Regions from separate parts of the Canis lupus genome. Here region 1 is linked to region 2. The links are chromatin contacts, called in public Hi-C maps. All regions are on one chromosome and are shown on one strand. The core of a region is the stretch at or near the end of the contact, and the rest is flanking DNA. Distances in the headings are between cores, read along the strand shown. Region 1 holds the start of DHRS7 (dehydrogenase/reductase SDR family member 7). Region 2 holds the start of L3HYPDH (trans-3-hydroxy-L-proline dehydratase).

Region 1 (6,403 bases), core at 3,156-5,655, 560 kb after region 2:
TTTTTTTAAGATTTTATTTATTTATTCATAGATACACAGAGAGAGAGAGAGAGGCAGAGACACAGGCAGAGGGAGAAGTAGGCTCCATGCAGGGAGCCTGACGTGGGACTCGATCCAGGGTCTCCAGGATCAGCCCTGGGCTGCAGGCGACGCTAAACCGCTGCGCCACCGGGGATACCCGGTAACTGTTGAGTAAACACCCAACAACCCTAGCAGGGCTGGGATATAAGCCCAAGTACATCTAGTTCCAAAGCCCACACTCTGACCACTAGCCCATGGTGTCCACATTTTAATATGATCAATATTTTAAAGCCCAACTGTTTCTTAGCCATTCAAGAAAATACACCTTGCCTTCAGAAAAGAAGTTTCATGTAAAGATCTGAACTAAAGTTGGAAACATCCCAAATAGCCTATGTCTAGGCTACAACGTGCTTTTATGGAAATGCACAACAGAGGACTCCATCGGGAATAGCAGAATGTATATTCAGATAATCATGTATTCACTCACTGAAGACTCCTTGTTCCAAAATTCTGTAATACCCAAGACTACAGAGTAAATATTGTTAACTACTCATTAACCAGCATAAAATTAATAAAAATTTCTTCACGTTTACACTACTAAGCAAATATTACTTAAAACCAATGATGAAAACCCCCCAGGCTCATGCAGACCTTAGGTCACCTGTAGTTCTGGCCCCCTTCTTCCCACCCTGAAGAAGAAAACTTGTATTTAGCATCAATTTTTGTTTACCACTTCCATAGAATCTAGCAGACATAATGGCTCCCCTACAGAGTCTCTGAAAGCAGATTCTCAGAGTTGGAAAGAAAACTTCAGGAGAGTTCAACCCCAACCCAGTTTGAGAATTTTCTCCTCAAGCTATTGACTAATGTCTACTTAATTCCTTCACAGGATGAGGAAGCTAGTTATCTCCAAAGCACCCCCTCCTTTTCTGGAGGAGTCTCATCCTTCAAGGGGTCAAGGATTCTTTCTTTCTTTTTTTTTTTTTTTATAAGATTTATTTATTTATTTATCCATGATAGACATAAAGAGAGAGTGAGAGAGAGAGAGGCAGAGACACAGGAGGAGGGAGAAGCAGGCTCCAAGCCGGGAGCCCCGGGAGCCCGATATGGGACTCGATCCCGAGGCCCCAGGATCATGCCCTGGGCCAAAGGCAGGCGCCAAACCGCCGACCACCCAGGGATCCCCAAGGATTCTTTCTTATACTGTGATATACCTTTAACTTCTCCTGCCCTGCGGCAGTTGGCAGCGGCTCTGCCTTGTGCCAACATTAAGAACACATCAGGCCTGACTGCACAAGACAATCCTTGGCGAATTTGAAGATGGCTTACGTGTCTTCCCTAAATTCTCTCTTCTCTTGCTTCTCGAAGGCTAAATAAACACTTCCAATGTCTGCGACCTTCCCTCAGAGGACCTGGCTTCAGGTTTCCCCACTCTTTGGCTCATATCCCTCTGCACAAACTCTAGTTGGTCAATATTCCTATTGAAGAGAAGTGGCCAGAAAGGATCCAGGATACCGTGGGGTCTCCACAATGGCTGGCTCAGTCACTGGGGCGTCCCAGGGTCCAGCACGGAGGCAGATACATACAAGCAGCTATTTAGAAGGCATCTGTTGTGCACTGCCATTTGTTGCTTCAGACATGACAAGCCTCCTAGGCTTGCCTAATCTTTCTTGGCAGTCATTTCACAGGTCACTCAGAGGGAGGCTATTGCCAACTAAAACCCAAGTTTTCCTCTGGCGCACTGCTGCTGGTGACATTCCCTGCTCTGGACTAGTGCCAGGGATCTTTCTGGAACTAGGAGCAGGATCTAAAATTAGTCACCCTTAAATTTTACCATGTGATATATATGCTTGGAAGATGGAGAATTTCTCTAGGTGGGAAATATTAGTTGCTTCTAGAGAGGCATATTTGGTGGCTGGGGGCAACTTTTCACCATATTATTTTTGTGTCATTAAATTTTGTAGCATGTGAATATATTATCTATTTTTTTAAGGTGACAAAAACAATAAACCTATGGAGAAGACAAGGAGAATTTGTTTATTTATTTAAAAAAATATATTTTGTACCTTAATAGAGTCTGCCCATCTTTCCAGTCTAAATTATTCTGAGAACCTGATGGGAACCTGAGTGCATCACCATGTGCCTTTAAACAATTTTTTTAAAGATTTTATTTATTCATTCATGAGAGACACAGAGAGAGAGAGAGAGAGAGAGAGAGAGAGAGAGGCAGAGACACAGGCAGAGGGAGAAGCGGGCTCTATGCAGGGAGCCTGATACGAGACTTGGTCCTGGGTCTCCAGGATCACCCCCTAGGCCGAAGGCAGGGGCTAAACTGCTGAGCCACCCAGGGATCCCCTCCATGTGCCTTTAACTTTGTTTTATTATCACTCTCCCAAACCTCAGTAGTCTTTCTAAGCATTTTTGTTTCCAAAAAACTCCCCCATGAAATTTTATCACCAGATATACTATATATCTATTTATGTACTGTACATACATATATCTGTGCTTTATACATAAAAAAGAAGTTCAAGAAAGCTTATTCTTCAGTCAATGCAGGTTTGAGAATGACTAAATTTAAAAATTAAGTTAAAAGTTAAATTAAAATTTAAAAGCCATTACCATGTAATTTTATTATAGTATTTGCAGAATAACTTTTAATGTCATTTATCTACTTAGATAAATGATAACCTAATTAGATAAATGATAACCTATCAAATTAGTATGCAAATTAGCCTATTACATAAGTTCATAATAATAGCAATGTAATTAAATGTATCTTAAAATCCTTCAAAATTATTTTTCCAGCAAAACATTGAACAGATTAATGAATTTCTTAAAAATTAGTTTTAGTCAACTTTTAATTTTTGCTTAATAGGTGAAAACCTTAATATAACTAGTTGTTAGATATTCATTCGGACATCGTCAACATTCTTCCTCTTCACCACTTGACATAACTGATGGATCCAATGACTTTTGCAGAATTAAATTCTTTTAAAAAAGCTATTTTTAGGTAATCTCAAAGTCCAAGTTAACACAAAAGCGCTGGGGGTCAAATGTAAATATCCACAAAGCAGCCACAAGGCAGCCATCAGACAAGAGAAAGACCCATCAAGAGAAGGCCTGACAATCACAACCATCTATTTGCCATCGCTTTGTAGCCTTGACCTCGCATAGGTGCATTTCCCATGAACCCAATAATGGCAGCACTCCAGAGGTCGTTCCCAAGAAAATGCAACGAGAGAAATGAAACATTAAGGAATAAAATTTTGTCCAGTAGGGTTGGGCTAAAACACGGTACCATCTAAGATTTTATCTGATTCTCAAGAACCAGGTTTGACACCCTGAGGAGCCCTGTCTCTTCCCTTCCCTCCCAGGGCCTTTTTGAAAGCAGAGTCCATCTTCTGAACTGCTATCGCTTCCCAGTAAAGTTCCTCACATGCTTTTCGGGTCCAGGAAACGAAGTCCAGGGAAACCCCACTGCCCCTAGTCCTTAGGGATCCAAAGCCTGGTTTCCCTGTGTGGAAAGTAAGATTAATGATGCCTACTTTGTAAGAGTCTGTAAAGGCCAGAGGTCAGGTGTGCGAAGGGCGGAGCACATCGCTGTCGCACAGAGAATGTGTTTAGTGAACGACACCAAATTTTCACCAGGGTACAGGTGACAGTGGGATGGGCTGAACGCCCCTCAGCAGGCCAGTAATGACCTCACTGCACGCAAAATCCAGTTCCAACTGGGTGATCCTTCTAGCCCTTGGCTAGTTAGGGGAGTCACTCCGGATTATCTCATTTTATTTCACAATTCAGGGAGAAGGAGCAAGTTCAGGAAGTAGAAAAACCGGGCTCGGGTTCTCGAAAGAAGGCTTGCCCGCAAAGTCCGGGGCCGGGCGCTGTTTCTCCAAGGGGGGCCGCCGGGGTGGGGGGGGGGAGCCGCCAGTCCCGAGGGCGTCCCGCCCAGCGCAGCGCCCCCTTCCTTGGGCCAGCGGGCGAGCCCTCGCCGACCCCGACGGGAGACCACGGGGCACGACCGCCAGCCACCTCGGCCCGGCTCCGTCCTCCCCACCCCCACCCCCACCCCCGGCCGCCCCAGGCTGCAGGCTGCACGGCCCCCAGGGCTGCGGGGCGCGCGGGGGCGGCCGCACGGAGCCCGGCCTCCCGCTCCCGAGGCGCGGCCGGGCCTCACCTGGGCGTCGCCCCTGCCACTCGGCCCACAGCAGGGTCAGGTCGCCATCGGCGCGGACGAAGCGCAGCAGCTGCACCAGGAGCGCGAGCAGCGCGCCCAGCGCCAGCAGCCAGAGCAGCAGCTCCCAGCTCATCGCGGCCGCGCGCGCCCGGCTCGCCGGGGAGGACTGGCCGCCTCGGAGCCGCCGCAGCTCGCGGCAGTCGGCGCGGCCGCCTCCCCGGGCCGAGAGCCGCGCGCCCCGGGCCCCGCCCAGAGAGTGGCAGGAGGAGGGGCGGCCCGGGCTGGGCGGGGAGTGTGGGCGAGGCCCGCGCCGCCGAACCCCGCGTCCGCGCCTGGCCTAGGGCGGCAGGAGGGACCCGAGGCGTGGACGGCTCTGAGGCTGCGCGCCACCTGCTGCCAGGACACCGGCCACAAGGCTGTGAGATAGGAACGATCCTCTAACAGTTGCTTTGACGGCCTGTAGTTTCAAGGTTGGGGTTGTGTCAAAAGGAAGAGCACAGATGTTCCAACTTAAGATCGCCACTTCCTCCATCCTCATCTTTCTATTTTTTTTTTAAGATTTTATTTATTCATTCATGAGAGACACACAGAGAGAGAGGCAGAGACACAGGCAGAGGGAGGAGCAGGCTCCATGCAGGGAGCCCCATGCGGGACTCGATCCCGGGTCCCCAGGATCACGCCCTCGGCCTAAGGCGGCGCTAAACCACTAGACCATCCAGGGATCCCATCTTTCCATTTTTAACTAAACGAACCGAACAAACTATCAAACTGTCTTCCACCCTGCCCCCACCCAAATAACCGCGAGTCTGAGTTGGCACCCTGTCGGTTTACATTTGGGAAGCAATTGCAAAGAGAGTTGCCTCCTTGCTGGACGAGAAAGTGCAGTTTCAGTCAAGATCGTCCACGAGGACTAGCAGGATTGGGGACCTTGACCCAAGCAGGTTCCACCCTCAGCAACCTAAGTACATTTATCTTTAGGTAGCTACAAAGAATAGGGAAGTTTAAATAAAATGCCAGTGAAGGGCACAGTAGTTCGTACGCAATGATTATATTCATTCTTTGATAACTATGAGAATTGTCATTATTAATGATTATTTATTTTCTCCACTATAATTATCGTTTCTTAGAGTCCAACCTGAAAGACAGGGACTTTGTTTATAAACTGCTATATTCTGGTCGTATAGAATTGCCCTTGCTTGTGAAAGCGGTAAGAGTGTTTAAATTGTGATGTATCAGATCCTGTACTGATAGGGATCTCATTCTCCAAGGAATATGTACACTAGCTAAACTTAGATTTTGATCGATTGTTTACCTCAACTACAACTTGATATAATATTGCTCAAGAGCTGCCCTCTTTAGTTTACCTTTGCAATATTGGTTTTGTCTTATGATAAATGACTTTTAAACTATGGTGCTTAAAATACCACACTGAATCTCACTCCTGTGAAAAAATTTCAAGAGTTTCCTCTGAGCCTGGGTCCCCTTCTGTAAAATTAAGGATTGAATTAGATTTAGTGTCCCAAGCCAGACCATTCAATGGATGTGTCTCTGGATTCTCCATCACAAACTCCAGCTCTGGGGAGGGTGAAAGGGGAACAGAGCTGTTTTTATGGAAAACTGTGACTAATACACAAACTTTAATAAAACCACAGGGTCATTTAACCTCACTAGCAGATTATAAATAACAATAGATTCAGATCCCTGGATGGCGCAGCGGTTTAGCGCCTGCCTTTGGCCCAGGGTGCGATCCTGGTGGAGCCTGCTTCTCTGTCTCTGCCCCCCGTATGACTATCATGAATAAATAAATAGAATCTTTAAAAAAATAGTTTAATATACAAATTTCAACATTATAAATTTCATTTTACCTGAATGGAAGCATAATTCGTTTTGGAATTCAATTAGATGTTTAAAGAAGCAGTCACTATGCTCAGAAAAACAACTGTGACAGCGAGTATCTTTGCAGTGCCTAATTGTCCTCATTTGTTTTATTCACCAGTGAGAAAAATCCAGCCTCAGAATCTGCTGCCTCTGGTGAAGATACTCAGCAAGTTCTTAATGCAGTAGCATCCATCAGGATTGCCTCTTGCTATTTTGAGCAGAATTTATCTCAAAACTGGAGCCAGAGTGCTCAAAGCAGATAAAAGACAGATGAATAAACAAAAGAAGGGACTCCTCAGAGGCCCATAGGGGACAATGGGCAGAACA
Region 2 (6,199 bases), core at 430-2,929:
GCATGCATTGAAGACTTATGAGAAGTGATAACCCTATTCCTGAATTGACCAAACTAGCTCCCAGGTCACTTCCAATAATGACTACCTTGGAGAGATCTCCCTCTTTGTAAGGATTATAGTTACATACATCCTGTTTTACATGACTAGGCTTTGTGCTAGGGAACCCACCAAAACTTTTTAAAGGGTCAGCACACCTGCAGAACTCTTAACTAGCAACCCTGTATCTTTCTGCCACTAGGAATGTATTTTTTAAATTTCTAAGTATCTTGCATGCTCTCATTTAATTTCTCACCAAAAACTCAATGAGATAACAAATGAAAAAACACAGGCACATAGAGGTTAGTAATTTGATTAGCTTTAAGGGGTTGTCAGGATTTGGACTCAATGTCTGTTCCTGTTAAAGAGTAAGAGCAGGGGATCCCTGGGTGGCTCAGCGGTTTGGCGCCTGCCTTTGGCCCAGGGCGTGATCTGGGGGTCCCGGGATCGAGTCCCATGTCAGGCTCCCTGTATGGAGCCTGCTTCTCCCTCCTCCTGTGTCTCTGCCTCTCTCTCTCTCTCCCTATGTCTATCATGAGCGAATTAAAAAAAAAAAAAAGGCAGCAACATCTGTATGTTCCTAATTTATAAACTGCCTAGTCCATCCATTCTTATTTCTTTCCCAAAGAAGTGGGGAAGGCGCTTTTTACAGGTGAGGAAAACAAGACAGGGTTTAGTAACATTTCGGGTTAGTGTCTACTAAGTGTATTCTGAAGCAGCTCATGAACCTTGGTACACTAGCTGTTCTTTGCACTTTCCTTGCCCGGATCAGACTTACCCAACTGTGAAATCTCTAGGAATGTCTGAAAGTGGGGGAACAGGCGCTGAATAAGGGAGACACGGAATTCTGTGCTCAAGGCTCAAGATCAAGATGAACTAATCTGCGCGGTAGTCGAATTGCACGCCTCGCACAAGTATGCAAGACTAAGATGCTGACACACACTTGTATTGATTTTGAGTAATCCTTTTATTAATTGCAAAGGCTCGCGGGTGGGTTAATTGCACTGCGTGAGTCCCAAGCCAGACAGACAGACAGCGTGGTTAGTCGCTGGGAGGGTGCCGCCCGTTACCTGTGGCCAGCGCGAAGGCTGGGACGCTGTGGAAGCGCACCGGGCCGCGGCTGCGGCCGTCCTCGCATTCCACGAAGGCGGCCACCAGCCCGCACGGGCAGTGGATGTTGACGCGGGCCTCGCGGGCGCCGGCCGGGGGTGCGGGCACCAGCCCGAAGTCGAGGGCGAAGCGGCCCAGCGCCAGCACCGCGTGGCCGCACATGGAGCTGTAGCCCTCGTTGTGCAGGAACAGGACGCCCAAGTGCGCGTCCGGCAACTCGCTAGGCACCAACACGGCCCCGTACATGTCGCGGTGCCCCCGCGGCTCGAACAGGAGCCGCCGTCGCAGGTGGTCAAGGTGCTGGCGCATGTAGCGCCGCTTGGCCAGCAGCGTGGGGCCGGCCACCTCCGGACACCCCGCCAGCACTACGCGCAGGGGCTCGCCGCCGGTGTGCATGTCCACCACCGACAGCGCCGGCGTCCCCGGGCCGTGCGGGGGCAGCCGCGGCACCGCCAGCGGCCTCGCCATCGCCTGCGTCCGGGAGCCCCGCCACCTGCCCGCCCGCGCGCGCCCCCGGCCTCCAGCCTCCCGCCCGCCCGCTCGCTCCTCGCGAGAGGGGCGGGGCCTCGGGGCAGCCGCGGGGAAGCGCGGGGGCGGGGCCTCGGTGGTCGCCTGGGTTACCGGGAGGCGGAGCCGCCGGGGCGGTCGGGGCCCGGATGTCCGGCGCTGCTGCCGGGGCGGCTGGTCCCGGAGCTCCTTCGGGGAGACCTGCGAGCGGCCCATGGGTGAGTGTGGGCGCTGAGGTCCCGGGAAGCGTTCGTCGCAGTCCCCGCGCCGGCGACTCGGGCTCTGCCCCGCGGGCGGCCTCGGGATGGCGGCGCATCCTCGTGTGGCGGGCCCTGGAGGTTCCCCGGGGGCGGGGCGGTCCCGGCGGCTCTCGGGCTGCGGCGGAGGCGGGCTGCGCGCCGGGACCAAGGCCAGGCCGGGGCCGTTCGGGAGGTCGCTTCAGCCCCTTTGTTTTGGTCTCTTGGTTTAGCATTGGTGAGGGTTGACTTGAGACTTTAAAGCGCGGGCGTAAGTGCCAGCAAACAGGAAGGGAAGCGGAAGCTAATTGCCTGCAGGACTCTTGCCCGCTGCAGCATCAGACCTTAAGTTTAAAGGCCCTTCACGAAGGGACAAGACCGTTGCAAAAAAAAAAAGGGGGGGGGGATCTTAAAATTTTAACCACCCTCCGATAAACGGAAATGGGAGGGGAAACTGAACGGACACGGCGAGTGGCCTGTGCTGAGCCGTTTGGTCTGTGATGAGCTGTTGTTTTTAGTTTACCATGGTGGTTTTCAGGCCTTGGGCTTTAAGAACTTTAGATTATTCACATTCAGATGTATCTATTTCAACATCCACTAAATGCAAAATCCATGTGGAAGAAGCCTCCAATTGTTCAGCTTCTGTCTTCTCAAAAACTCTGAAAATTCATTCTTGTCTCTTAGTTGCTTAGGACATAGGTGATTACAATTGATTAAAAATGAAGTGCTAATTAAGGTAAAGAAGCCCATGGGTAAGAAGTCAGAAATGTGGTAAAAGTGAAAATGTTAAACCTGAGACCTTGTAGTGGGTGCTATTTCTGTTGTTTCTCAGCAGCACAAGGAGAAAGAATCAAAAGCCTACTTGACTTTGAAAGGAGAAAGGGCATTGTGGACCAAGCGGTCTCTAGTGTGAATTCATGAAGAATTTGGGAAATTATTCAAGAATAGTGAAACGAAGGAAAAGTTCTTCTCTACTCGCAGGGTCTTCCAGCTGGACTGAAAATTAAATTTACATGAGACAGATTAACAGGAAGAAAAAAAAAAAAACCTGCCAAGTTTTATTATGTGTGCATGAAGGCCCAAGTATGGTTTTGAGACCTAAAGAACTGACCAAGGCAGGCAGTTCTATAATGCATTGCTGACAAAGAAGCAATTAAATTGTGAGGAATTTACAAGAAAAGGAAAACAGGTGTTTGGAATAAGGTAATAGCTTAGTGAAAAAGTAACAGGGCTTTTTTTTCTGCAGCTTTTTTGACTTTAAAGTCATTAACACTGGTAATAAGGATGTCTTTTTATGTCTTAGTATAGGGAGGATATTTTTCACGTGGGAGATTTGTTCTCTGCTTTCAGGGGGACAAAGGAGGGCTGAGTGTCCTTGCCACTCTTGTTTCTTAAGTAACTTTTACTTAAAATGATCAGTATGCCAAAGTGGGACGTTTTGAGAGCCTGCCCTTGGCCCCCACAATAGTCATAAAATGCATAATTTTCTAAATTAATTCACATTTGACCACAGTTGTTTTGGATTTATTCTCCTCTAGGCTTGTAGGTTCTTTGAGGGCAGAGACTCTTGTTTGTTGCTCTGTGGATCTTTAGAAATCCCTAGCCATGGAATCTGATACATAATGATGCACATTTATTGAATGAATGAAGGAAATCGGATGTCTCTGATGGAAAAAAAGAACTCCTTTAATAACTTCTCTAGGCCCCCCCCCCCCTTTTTTTTTTTTTTTTTTTTTTTGTAAAGAAGAACTTTATATTTTGCACAAGGCTTGAGAGCAGGGGGTTGATTCTAAGGTAGTTGTTCCCAGATATTGGTCAGAGGCCCAGGGACGACCTTGATGAAATTTTCACCTGTCCTCAACAAAAATGACGAAATGTAGGAGAGTAGAGTAAGCTTTTTGTAAAGGTGAATTTATTTACCTTAAATACATTTACCTCCTATTTTGAAATTATATCTTTTCTGCTTTTCTGGTATTAAAATGTGTTCTATTATAAACGAAGGTGATATTCTATGTGTCTCTGTGTTTGTGTGCACACTTAATGTTCTGACTGGGCAAAATAAGAGGTGGTGATCCTCTATTAGTTTTCTAAATAAAAAATGAAAATGCGAAAGTCTAGACTAATCGAGGGGGACCAGCTGCTGGAGCCATTGGAGACATAATAGGTTAAGCTTTGAATTCAGGGGGTAGATGCCACTCTACTGGTTGAGGGGTCTTAATCATTAGGAATAGCATTAACCACGAGGTTGCAGTATAACTTTCTGCAGTGTCACAGCGTAAAAGGGGAAATTTAACTTTAAAAATAATTGCATCTTTAAAAATAAAAACTTTTGTCTAATATGTATCACTTCTTATTGAACTGTGATGAGATACTTATGCCAAGTTCTTCAGCTGTTAATATATTATTTTTTATAATCACAAAAGATGTTACTTTACTGGCATTTGTTTTTAAAAAGCTGTCGATATTCAACCAGCATGCCTTGGACTTTACTGTGGGAAGACCCTATTATTTAAAAATGGCTCAACTGAAATATATGGAGAATGTGGGGTAAGTCTTAATTTTAACATTTGAATGTTATTTCATTGCTAAATTCTCTTTGCTTTTGAAGTATTTTCAAGTGTAAAATATCTTTTTTCTTCAATATCCTCATTAATTTATAAAAATGAGGCATTAATAAAATTCTTGTCATATTGTCCAAAATACATCTTAACAGTCACAGTTAAGTATTTTTAAAAACATTTTATAATTTTATAGTAATTTTTAATTACTTATTCTATAGTGCAGTGTCTTGGGCAGTAGGTTAATATTAAAACTCCAGAACTTTTCTCTGCAATTATTTTTATATAGCATTACTAAGTTTATGATTTAATGTTAGTCAACTATTTTAATAACTTAGCAAAAGGAATCTTTTGAAAGAGTGTTATACAGATGAACCAAATACAATGTAGATTTCTTTTACGTGTGCACTTTCTTTTTTATTTCTACAAGATGCGCATATATATATGTGTTTAAACTGAAATGAGATGTCTTTATAGAATGACTTTGGGATATTAATATTCTAAAATAATATCTGTACATAAAATACTGTTTTTATATTGTAGGTATGTCCGAGAGGACAGAGAACAAATGCACAGAAATATTGTCAGCCTTGCACAGAGTCTCCAGAACTTTATGATTGGCTGTATCTTGGATTTATGGCTATGCTTCCTCTTGTTTTACATTGGTTCTTCATTGAATGGTACTCGGGGAAAAAGAGGTTAGCACTTTGTGTGAATGTATCTGGATGGACTGATGTTAGAATAATGATAATTTAGAAGATCTTATGAAATAATTTTGCGGTGAACCTGTTTTTGCTTTATATTCTGATTACTTCTGACTGTGGCAAGAGAACTTAAATGATAAGGCATGCCTCAGTAATTATAAAGGGAAGTGTCCTTTGTTTTACTCTAAATGATCTTGAAAGAATTTTCTTTTCTTTTCTCAATTGCAGTCTTTATGGGTTTTCTACAAAGAATTGATTATGATTACAAACTGTATATTGAACAAATTCTTTGTGATTTGATTTAATACTAGTTATATATAATGAAGTTAAAATGATATAGCTGCAACCTAATTATGAAAACTGATACTAAACATTAAATCAACATGCATTTATTGAGCTCTGTGTTTTATGTTTAGATCAGGGGAGGAGGTAAACAAATAACTGATGTGGTTTATAGTCATAATCTTATAGAGAAGACAAGTGTGTGTACAACTAATTATAATATAAATCAGTTTTTAAATATGAAGGGCACCTGGGTGGCTCAGTGGGCTAGGCATCTGACTCTTGGTTTTGTCTCAGGTCATGATCTCAGGGTCATGGGGGCCAGGCCTACAGCCTGCATGTAGGCTCTGTGCTCAGTGGGGAGTCTGTTACGAGATTCTCTCTAAAATAAATCTATAAAAAAAAGCATTATGAAGGGGCAGCCCCGGTGGCGCAGTGGTTTTAGCACCGCCTGCAGCCTAGGGTGTGATCCTGGAGACCCTGGATTGAGTCCCACATCAGGCTCTCTGCATGGTGCCTGCTTCTCCCTCTGCCTGTGTCTCTGCCTCTCTCTCTCTCTCTCTTTGTGTGCCTCTATGAATTAAAAAAAAAAAAAAGGCATTATGAAGAAAATACTCTGGAATCACAAATAATATAAGAGATAAATTGTGCCTGGTGGGATGTGAAAGACTTCAAAAGAACATTTTAGGGGCGGCCCCGGTGGCGCAGTGGCTTAGCGCCGCCTGCAGCCTGAGGTGTGATCCTGGAGACCTGGGATCCAGTCCCA

Evidence for each region. A called contact is a pair of places that touch in the nucleus more often than the background predicts.
Region 1: a Hi-C map of blood shows a contact between it and region 2, with 3 times the contacts expected there. The contact joins the promoter of DHRS7 here to the promoter of L3HYPDH in region 2. A contact is called at or near these places in 2 of 9 Hi-C or Micro-C datasets (amygdala and blood).

What each region holds. Positions count from the first base shown.
Region 1 is chr8:35,547,644-35,554,046 of UU_Cfam_GSD_1.0, forward strand. It overlaps DHRS7 (dehydrogenase/reductase SDR family member 7), which reads right to left and starts at 4,406. Exons shown (of 7, transcript XM_038544860.1): 1 at 4,199-4,406. The coding sequence starts at 4,331.
Region 2 is chr8:34,987,691-34,993,889 of UU_Cfam_GSD_1.0, forward strand. L3HYPDH (trans-3-hydroxy-L-proline dehydratase) reads right to left here and starts at 1,680. Exons shown (of 5, transcript XM_038544855.1): 1 at 1,107-1,680. The coding sequence starts at 1,614. It overlaps JKAMP (JNK1/MAPK8-associated membrane protein), which reads left to right. Exons shown (of 9, transcript XM_038544850.1): 4 at 4,345-4,436; 5 at 4,991-5,145. All of the region lies in intron 20 of CCDC175 (coiled-coil domain-containing protein 175), which reads right to left.